Regions from separate parts of the Zea mays genome. Here region 1 is linked to region 2. A link is a contact called in public Hi-C data. All regions are on one chromosome and are shown on one strand. The core of a region is the stretch at or near the end of the contact, and the rest is flanking DNA. Distances in the headings are between cores, read along the strand shown. Region 1 holds the start of LOC103651104 (protein MICRORCHIDIA 6). Region 2 holds the start of LOC100194242.

Region 1 (3,821 bases), core at 337-2,836, 310 kb before region 2:
ACCTAGAGGTTGATGAAATTCCTCGCAAATACACATCCAATTAACAGATGGTCTATGGACCCATGTTCTTGATCAAAGCGAACATCGTTCCAGGTGTTCAAGCCATTGTTTTTGTAACTGGTCAGATAACCACATAAAAAACTTACAGTTCGATGGAGCCATGAGTGCCAAAGTCTCACACAAAGTTCAAACTGGACTAATCTAATGAAAATGCTTTCATAAGTAGCTTTAGCTTAGTGTTTGCCATCAGTTGCAAATCTGAGAATGTGTTTGTCCTCCCCTTCTTGGTGCAGCTCGATCGTGCATCGTGCATAAGACATATTATGCACGATCGAGTTGTAGCTCGACAGTACCTCATGATGACAATACCTCACGATAGGATGAAAAAATGGCAGTGTGCTGCTAGGGGTGGTAATGGATCGCGATCCAAATGGTTATTCACAAAATGGTAGGGCCCTAAATAAATTCTAGTTCAAAATGAATGGAAATAGGGTCCGATCCTTGAATTTTATAGTATAAAATTTAGAGCTCATTGTCACCCTTATGTGCTGCAGTTCGAGGAGAGAAACAAGCCAAAAGTCCGACAATTATTATTATTTACTTTAGATTTAGATGCCATCTTTCATGAATAATTAGATCATAATTTATCAATTAGCTCAGATGACGAATGGACTAGACTATCTTCAATCATATCCTCTATATGCCTTCTTTATAGTCTTATTAAAAAGATTATCTCCTTTATATCTCATTCTTCTTCTTCTTTATACTTACCAAAAACCGTATATAGAAATCGTAGCAATACACGAGCAATAAGAGGACAAAGAAAAACAAATATGAAGAAGGCACAGGTAAACCATATCTTTCAAGAACAAGAGAAAATAACAGCAAACACGCTCTAAAAGACAAAGGAAACTGAAAGGGGAGTCAGGACGCTGCATCGAGCCTGTTCTTCATACACTCTAAAAGAAAAAGGAAAAAATATTACCTCTAGAATGCAGTTCAATCTTTTTTTCCCTAGTTGCCTTTCAACTGCAGTGCTGTAGATAAATCGTATAAAAGAAAAGGCTCCAAGACTTTGAATGGTCTTGGTATGAACAGATCGTTTTTCTTCTTGCCTTCCAACTGCAGATCCTACTTTTGATATGGATCACATCAACCAACCCCAAGGCTTTTAAGGGATTTTTATATGACCAATCCTCCGATATGTCAATCGCTTGTGGCAGATGACAAAACAAAACCCTAGCACCGCAAACATGTGCTCCTCTGACGGTGGGCACCATAGAATCCAAGTTGCATATTTATAGGATAGGAAACCGCCCTAGATATTTTCGTGGTAGGAACTAACTCCAGATCTGTTCAAGAATCTGAGGGGATAAGCAGAATCCAAACCTCTGCTTGGAGATGAATCTATAAATAAATAAAATCCGGAAGAAAAGGACCAAACGGGCCTCTCTGCTGCAGCAGTGTGGCCTTATCGGCTGGGCGGCCCACATGCGGCCCTACCGTCCCGACCCAATGCTAACGCTGGGCCCAGCCACCGGCGGCCGGTCACCGCCACGGTTCAGCGCTCCCGCCTGTCCTGGTTGCCGACTCCCGGCGCGCTCCGTTCGAAGGCATCTCTTCGCGCGCCACGCGCCTAGCGCATGCCGAGCCACCGTGATCGTGCCCGACCACGTGTGCTCCACCCGCGCTCACACCCCGCCCTGCGCCCCGTCCAATCTTCTCCCACAGCAACTCGTTCCTTCCCCGCATCCCTTGCCGTACTTCGACGTCCGCACGGTCTCGGCCGCTCGCTGATAAATAAACGCAGTGACCAGTGACGCGCACGGATCAATCACGTAAAGGCGAGACCGCAAGGACACCGAGCTACTTCGAATACGAATACGAGCTCAGCCTGTTCCGAGATGGACGACGAGAGCGAGGCGAGAGCAATGCCGCGGCGGCCCACGCCGCCGTCGCCACCCCCGTGGGAGGCGCTCCACCTCGTCGCGCCGTTCCTCGACGCCGCATCCCTCGCGGCGGCGTCCTGCGTGTCCACCTCGTGGCACACCGCCTTCGCCGCGGACGACCTCTGGGCGCGGCTCTGCGCGCAGCACTTCCCCTCCGCGCTGGGCCTCCTCCCCGACACCGACAGCGACCGGCGGTGCTCCTCCCCACCCCACCGACGCCTGTTCAAGCTGTTCCGCTCCGCGTCCGTCCGCTGCCGCGCGCTCCCGGCCCCGCGCCTCGCCCTCGCGGACGTCTCGTTCGCCGTCGACGTCGTCACGGCCGGCGGCGACAGCACGCTGTCCTTCCTGGTAGCCGCGGACAAGGCCGCCCACGTCGAGAATTCCGCGGGGCTGTTCCTGTTCGGGGTCGACCTGAGCGGTCGGAACGGGGCGATCGGGCCAGGGGAGTGGCGCGTCAGGTGGACGGCGGTGCGGACGGCGGCGCGCCGCGGCGAGGAACCCGCGGCGGTCCTGATGATGGACGCCAAGGTGCCGGCGGCAAGGGCGGCAGGAGCCGTCGCCTTCGGCGGCAGAGGTGAGGCGGGGGTCTCGGCGAGGCTGCCCGCGCCCGGCTGCGGCGGCGCCAAGCTGGACGCGGAGGTGGTGGTAGAGCTGGCTGGGGAGGAGAAGGCCGTCGGGAAGGTGAGGCTCGGAGTGATGTGCGAGTGTCGGTACGTGTGCGCCGACGAGGGGCTCCGGTACCTGCAGCATTTCCTCGTGTGATGTAAAACGCACGTGATTCTTCGATGATCTCGTGCACGCGGTCGAATGAGAACTCCGCTTGAGGGAAGCAGAGTAGTGTAGCTGTGGAGGTAGTGCAATGAACTGAACCCCGAAGTCTCATTTGTTGTTTTCGCCGTTTAATAATGGTTTCATCTTGTAGTTGTTCATATACTTTTTCGGACATCTTTGTGTGTGTGTGATGATTCTCAGATTAAAGCATCTTCAAGAGTTCTCAAAACATTATCCTATTCCTTTCCAATTCTTGGTTTTGTATTCCAGTTCTTGTTTTTTTACAATATCCAAAAAAACATCTCTATCCTGATTCCTGACAGCCCAGTCAATTCTTGTTTGTTTACAATATCCAAAAAAACATCTCTATCTTGATAAGTTCGAACATACTCCGTTGATCATCTTGGTGAGCCTTGTCTTTAATCCATATTGTTTTTACTACTTCTACATTATTTTTGTTTCTATAAAGGCTTTAATTCGAAATCTGTATCGACTTTTACTACTACTACACTATTTTTGTCTCTACGAATTAGAGTTAGAGTTAGGCTTTAATCAAAGTGTGTCAATCTCAAGTGTGTGTCTCCAGTCTCGGCAGAGTTGAAACGTGTTACACTGTCATGATATATCACATCATGATCCTACCGATTCAGCTTACCTACGTTAGGTCAGATGGAGTTTATCGATGTGTATTTAGAGTTTTAGACGTTCCACTACTGTCCGTAGATAATGGTTCGGTTAAATACGTTGTTTCATATGCTGTCCGTAGGTAACGTTCGGTTACCTGCATTCGGTCAGATGGGATATATTGATCGTGCATTCAGACGTTCGGTCTGATGGAGTCTACTGATTGTGTTTTAGTCGTGTTACACTTACACCACGACGACCCTGCCGCTGCCGACGCAGACTACTCGGTTCTGTTCTGCAGCCACAGATGCAGACTACTCGCGCTCGGCAGCCGCATGGAGTCTGTCTGTACGTGACGACGCTCGGCGGCCGGATACTACGTGTTCAGGGCACACGAGGTGATATGCGACGGTGTTGTATACTGTAGTTTTTTCTCTCTGAAAGTGAACCTCTCATCCAAACAGGACTCGATGTTGG
Region 2 (3,741 bases), core at 492-2,991:
ACGTCAGGAAACACATGTGACCCTTGTGGTAGGCTCTGTGTAACTCCGGACTGTCCGGCGTAGGGTGCCGGACGGTCTGACGGAGGGCCGGACGGTCCGATATTGTGTGCGGACGGTCCGGCCGCGCTCAGAGTTGACTCACCATTTAGCGAAGATGGTGGTGACGGTCGTCCTGGATATGAGTCCATCGGCATACCAGAGTATGGCTGGGAAAACCCTTTTGTTGCCGATATATTTGGCGCAATTGTTTTGGCGCCTAATTTATGTGATAAAAAACTAGGCATGTGAGTTTTTCCTAATGCGTGCGCCATCCTTTCTATATCCTCTGTGATACTTTTAATCCGATTATCAAAAGAAATTTTAATAGATGGAATATCATCGACTGACTTGACATCACCTATTGTGGGGAGCTGTTGCAGCACGGATGACATGTAATCGGCGTCTATTTCCCTTTCTTGGACGGTCTTCTGGTGGCAATCCACCCTGAAGTGCGAGAGGAACCATTTATCCGCCACCTTGAGCACCTGATCTTTTTGTCGTTGGACCTCCTCATCTATTTTCTTCATGTCATCTTTTAATCTTTTATGCTCAGCGGCCGATAAATTAGTCAGCCTTGTGCTGCTGTTTGGAGAAGCCCTGTTGAGATCTTTAGAATCGGCCATATAAGCCTGATTTTGTAGATCTTCAACCTCGTTCCCCAGCGGAGTCGCCAAAAGTATGTTGGTGCCTTTTTGGTCACCAAACACAATAATGAACCGCTTGGCGGTACTTGGCACCTTGGGTTCGGCTCCGCAAGATGAACAGTAGTGGCGGCCTGCGATAGGTCGCCGGATCGCCTGGTAGTGCCTTCTGCGACGGCGCGGACGGTCCGCGGCCTTGGGCCGGACGGTCCGTGACCTGGGCGCAGGAGCGGTGTCTTCCCTGCGTCACACCGGACGGTCCGCAGCTCTGGGCAGGATGGTCCGCGACCTGGTGACAGGGTCGTCTTCCTCCTCCTTGCTGGAATCTAGATCTCGTCCCCTAGGGGGAAAAGATCTTAAAGTGCTCCGGGTCGACAGGTCACCCGGGGCGTCCCCAGACGACGTGGAGTCGCCTAGGAATTAAGAGATCAAATCGAGGAAGAGGTCTTGGATGGAAAACTAGACCTTGCCCCCCAGGAGGGGTGAGATCCTAGGGTCGTCTTGGGATCGGCAGGCCACCCAAGACAGATCTAGACGACGTAGAGTCGACTAGGGGTGGAGGTGGATATGCGGAAGTCTACAACTAGAACTATGCTACATCTACTCCTAGGGCAGGAAAAGTAAGTAAGGTAATTGGTTCGATTGGAATGTGTTCGGGGGTTCTCAATCGGCCGTACCCCTTTATATTTATAGGGGAGGAGGTCTGAACCTTTTCCTAAAAGATAGCCAACAAACTCACACGTGATTAGATGGATAACCACACACGAGATAAGGATAAACATCCGAGTTAATCTAATCTCGGGACACGCGGACCGTCCGGGCCCATGGGCCGGACCGTCCGCTCATTTTGGTGTTCAACAAGTGTGATTGAGTGAGTTTAAATATATAGTAAGTCAAAATCCCTACTAACGTTTTCAATTCCTTCAGTCCGTGTGATGCAGAAATAATCAAAGAAGGTCTAATAAACCTTTAATTCATATAAATTTTAATAAAACCGAGCAAGGCCTAATTTAAGGTTAAAATGAAGAGACCCAGCCCGGCCGTGCGGTGCGGGAGGTGCCACGCCCGCCTCGAACTCTCGAAGCTTCGAGCACGCCACAACCCAACGGCGCGCGGGCGGCGGGCCCGTGAGCGTGCAGTGCTGAGTACACACGCCGAGCGGCGCCACTCCGGGTTAGCAGCAACAATACTGTGGGATTATATGAGATGAGAAGGAGACTACTAGACTAGCAGCCGTATCACTCACTACTCGCTGCCCGCGCCCGATCGGGCGCACTGCCCTGTGGTGTACTGGTGTGTCACGCCCCTCGTCACTCACCCCGTCACCCGCAACCCCATCTTCTATTCTTCCCGACGGCGCTCCTGGCAGCAGGTACTCAATGACCTACCCCCCGATGCGCTCCCGCCCCTTTTCTTTATCGGTGGATTGATGCGTGCCCTGGGTCGATCGATCGCCCTTCACTGTCCAAATGCTAGCGATTGGATTGGGTCGTTGTGGAATTGGGTTATGGGTGGACGTGCGGTCTGTAGATCCATTCATGGCCGTTCCCGTATCATTGTAGTAGTTGCTTTCTCCGCTCTTCTGGAGTAGAGGGAAACCCTCAAGAAATGTGTGTAAGCTTTGATTTGCACTGAGTTCTGGGATCTTATTAGGCCGTCTCGCCCTTTCTATTGCGGTAGGAGAAATGTTTGTTTCTGAGATTGAGCACACGCCGCCCAACCCGCAAGGACGTGTTGCCCGTCTGCTTTCCTCTTTCCCTTTTTTTTGTTTTTTTATATACGATTGTTAGAGGAACACCGAAAGCCGCGGTTTGCCAGATGCTGAATTTAATCTAGTGCTACAAAAAAACCTATTTCTATTTAGCTTCCAGTAAATTCCAGTTGATTCGCATAGGATCAGTAGTCAATAGGGGTGGTAATGGATCACGATCCAAACGTTTCTTCACAATAAGTTAGGGCCCTTAATCAATTTTAGTTAAAAAATGAGTAGGAATAAAGCCCGATCCTAACCCGATTCGATCCTTCAATTTTATAGTGTAAAATCTAGAGCCCTTACCATCCCTAGTAGTCGATTAACTGGTACATCCACTTTCTGTTTTGTGCCAACATAGGAGTAGGAGCCTCATAACTATCGCTAGAATTTTAGTCAAATTGCAAGTAAGCACATATAGGGCGATATCTGGATTCCCTGAAAAGCCAGTATCAATAAAAAAGATCCATTGAATGAACTGAAATATTTTTAGTAGGAATTTCAAGAACTAACGGTCAATCTTTTCGAGATAATCAAAGTCTGATTGAAGTTTGGGCAAAAAATGTATTCACTTTAAATCGACCGTTTACAAAAGGAATCTTTGGATCCCCTGAGTATTTTAGTTTACTTCTATGTATCGGGAGCTCAGCCATGTCAACAAGCTCGATGATCGGAGTATGCTAAGAGTCTTCATCGGCTACGTGGACGGCGTCAAGGCCTACTGCATCTTCGACCTTGTGACATAGCGCGTGCACATCACGTGCAACATTGCGTTCGACAAAGGGTGAGGCTGGGTATGGGTCATGATGGTGGACAACAACTTGACTTCGATGATCAGTGACTTCGTTGTTGACTACATCCACTTCGAGGGAGTAACTCTTCTTCACCGGGCTCACCTACCCTAGCACCTGGTTTGTCCACCAACACCGTCAGCCACGCCTCATTGTCCTGCACCGACGCCCACACCTTCGGGGTCGACGTCAACAACTTTGGTCCGCGATGAACATCACACGTTGTTTGCCACTCCACTATCCAATGATGAGGGTTGCATCGACGCCTACCACGACGATGAGCCTCTGCACTACCGCACTATGGACAACATCTCAGTGAGTAGTATACCCCTAGAGTGGTGCACTACAACTTAGAGGCGGAGCTACACCTGGCGCATGATGACATCGAGTCCCGCTCCTTCAGTGAGGCATAGGGGGACACGCCGCAATGCAGTAACCAAATGTGGGAGTTGGTTGACCTTGCTGGCCATCACATCATCACCCTTAAGTGGGTCTTCATGCTCAAGTAGAATGAGTCCGG

What was found. A called contact is a pair of places that touch in the nucleus more often than the background predicts.
Region 1: a Hi-C map of tassel shows a contact between it and region 2, with 2.7 times the contacts expected there. The contact joins the promoter of LOC103651104 here to the promoter of LOC100194242 in region 2. A contact is called at or near these places in 2 of 25 Hi-C or Micro-C datasets (leaf and tassel).

The regions. Positions count from the first base shown.
Region 1 is chr3:193,289,787-193,293,607 of Zm-B73-REFERENCE-NAM-5.0, reverse strand. It overlaps LOC103651104 (protein MICRORCHIDIA 6), which reads right to left and starts at 1,586. Exons shown (of 18, transcript XM_008676707.4): 1 at 986-1,586. It overlaps LOC100279082, which reads left to right and starts at 1,826. Exons shown (of 1, transcript NM_001152132.2): 1 at 1,826-2,943. The coding sequence starts at 1,905. The coding sequence ends at 2,711.
Region 2 is chr3:192,980,257-192,983,997 of Zm-B73-REFERENCE-NAM-5.0, reverse strand. LOC100194242 reads left to right here and starts at 1,741. Exons shown (of 2, transcript NM_001139283.1): 1 at 1,741-2,052.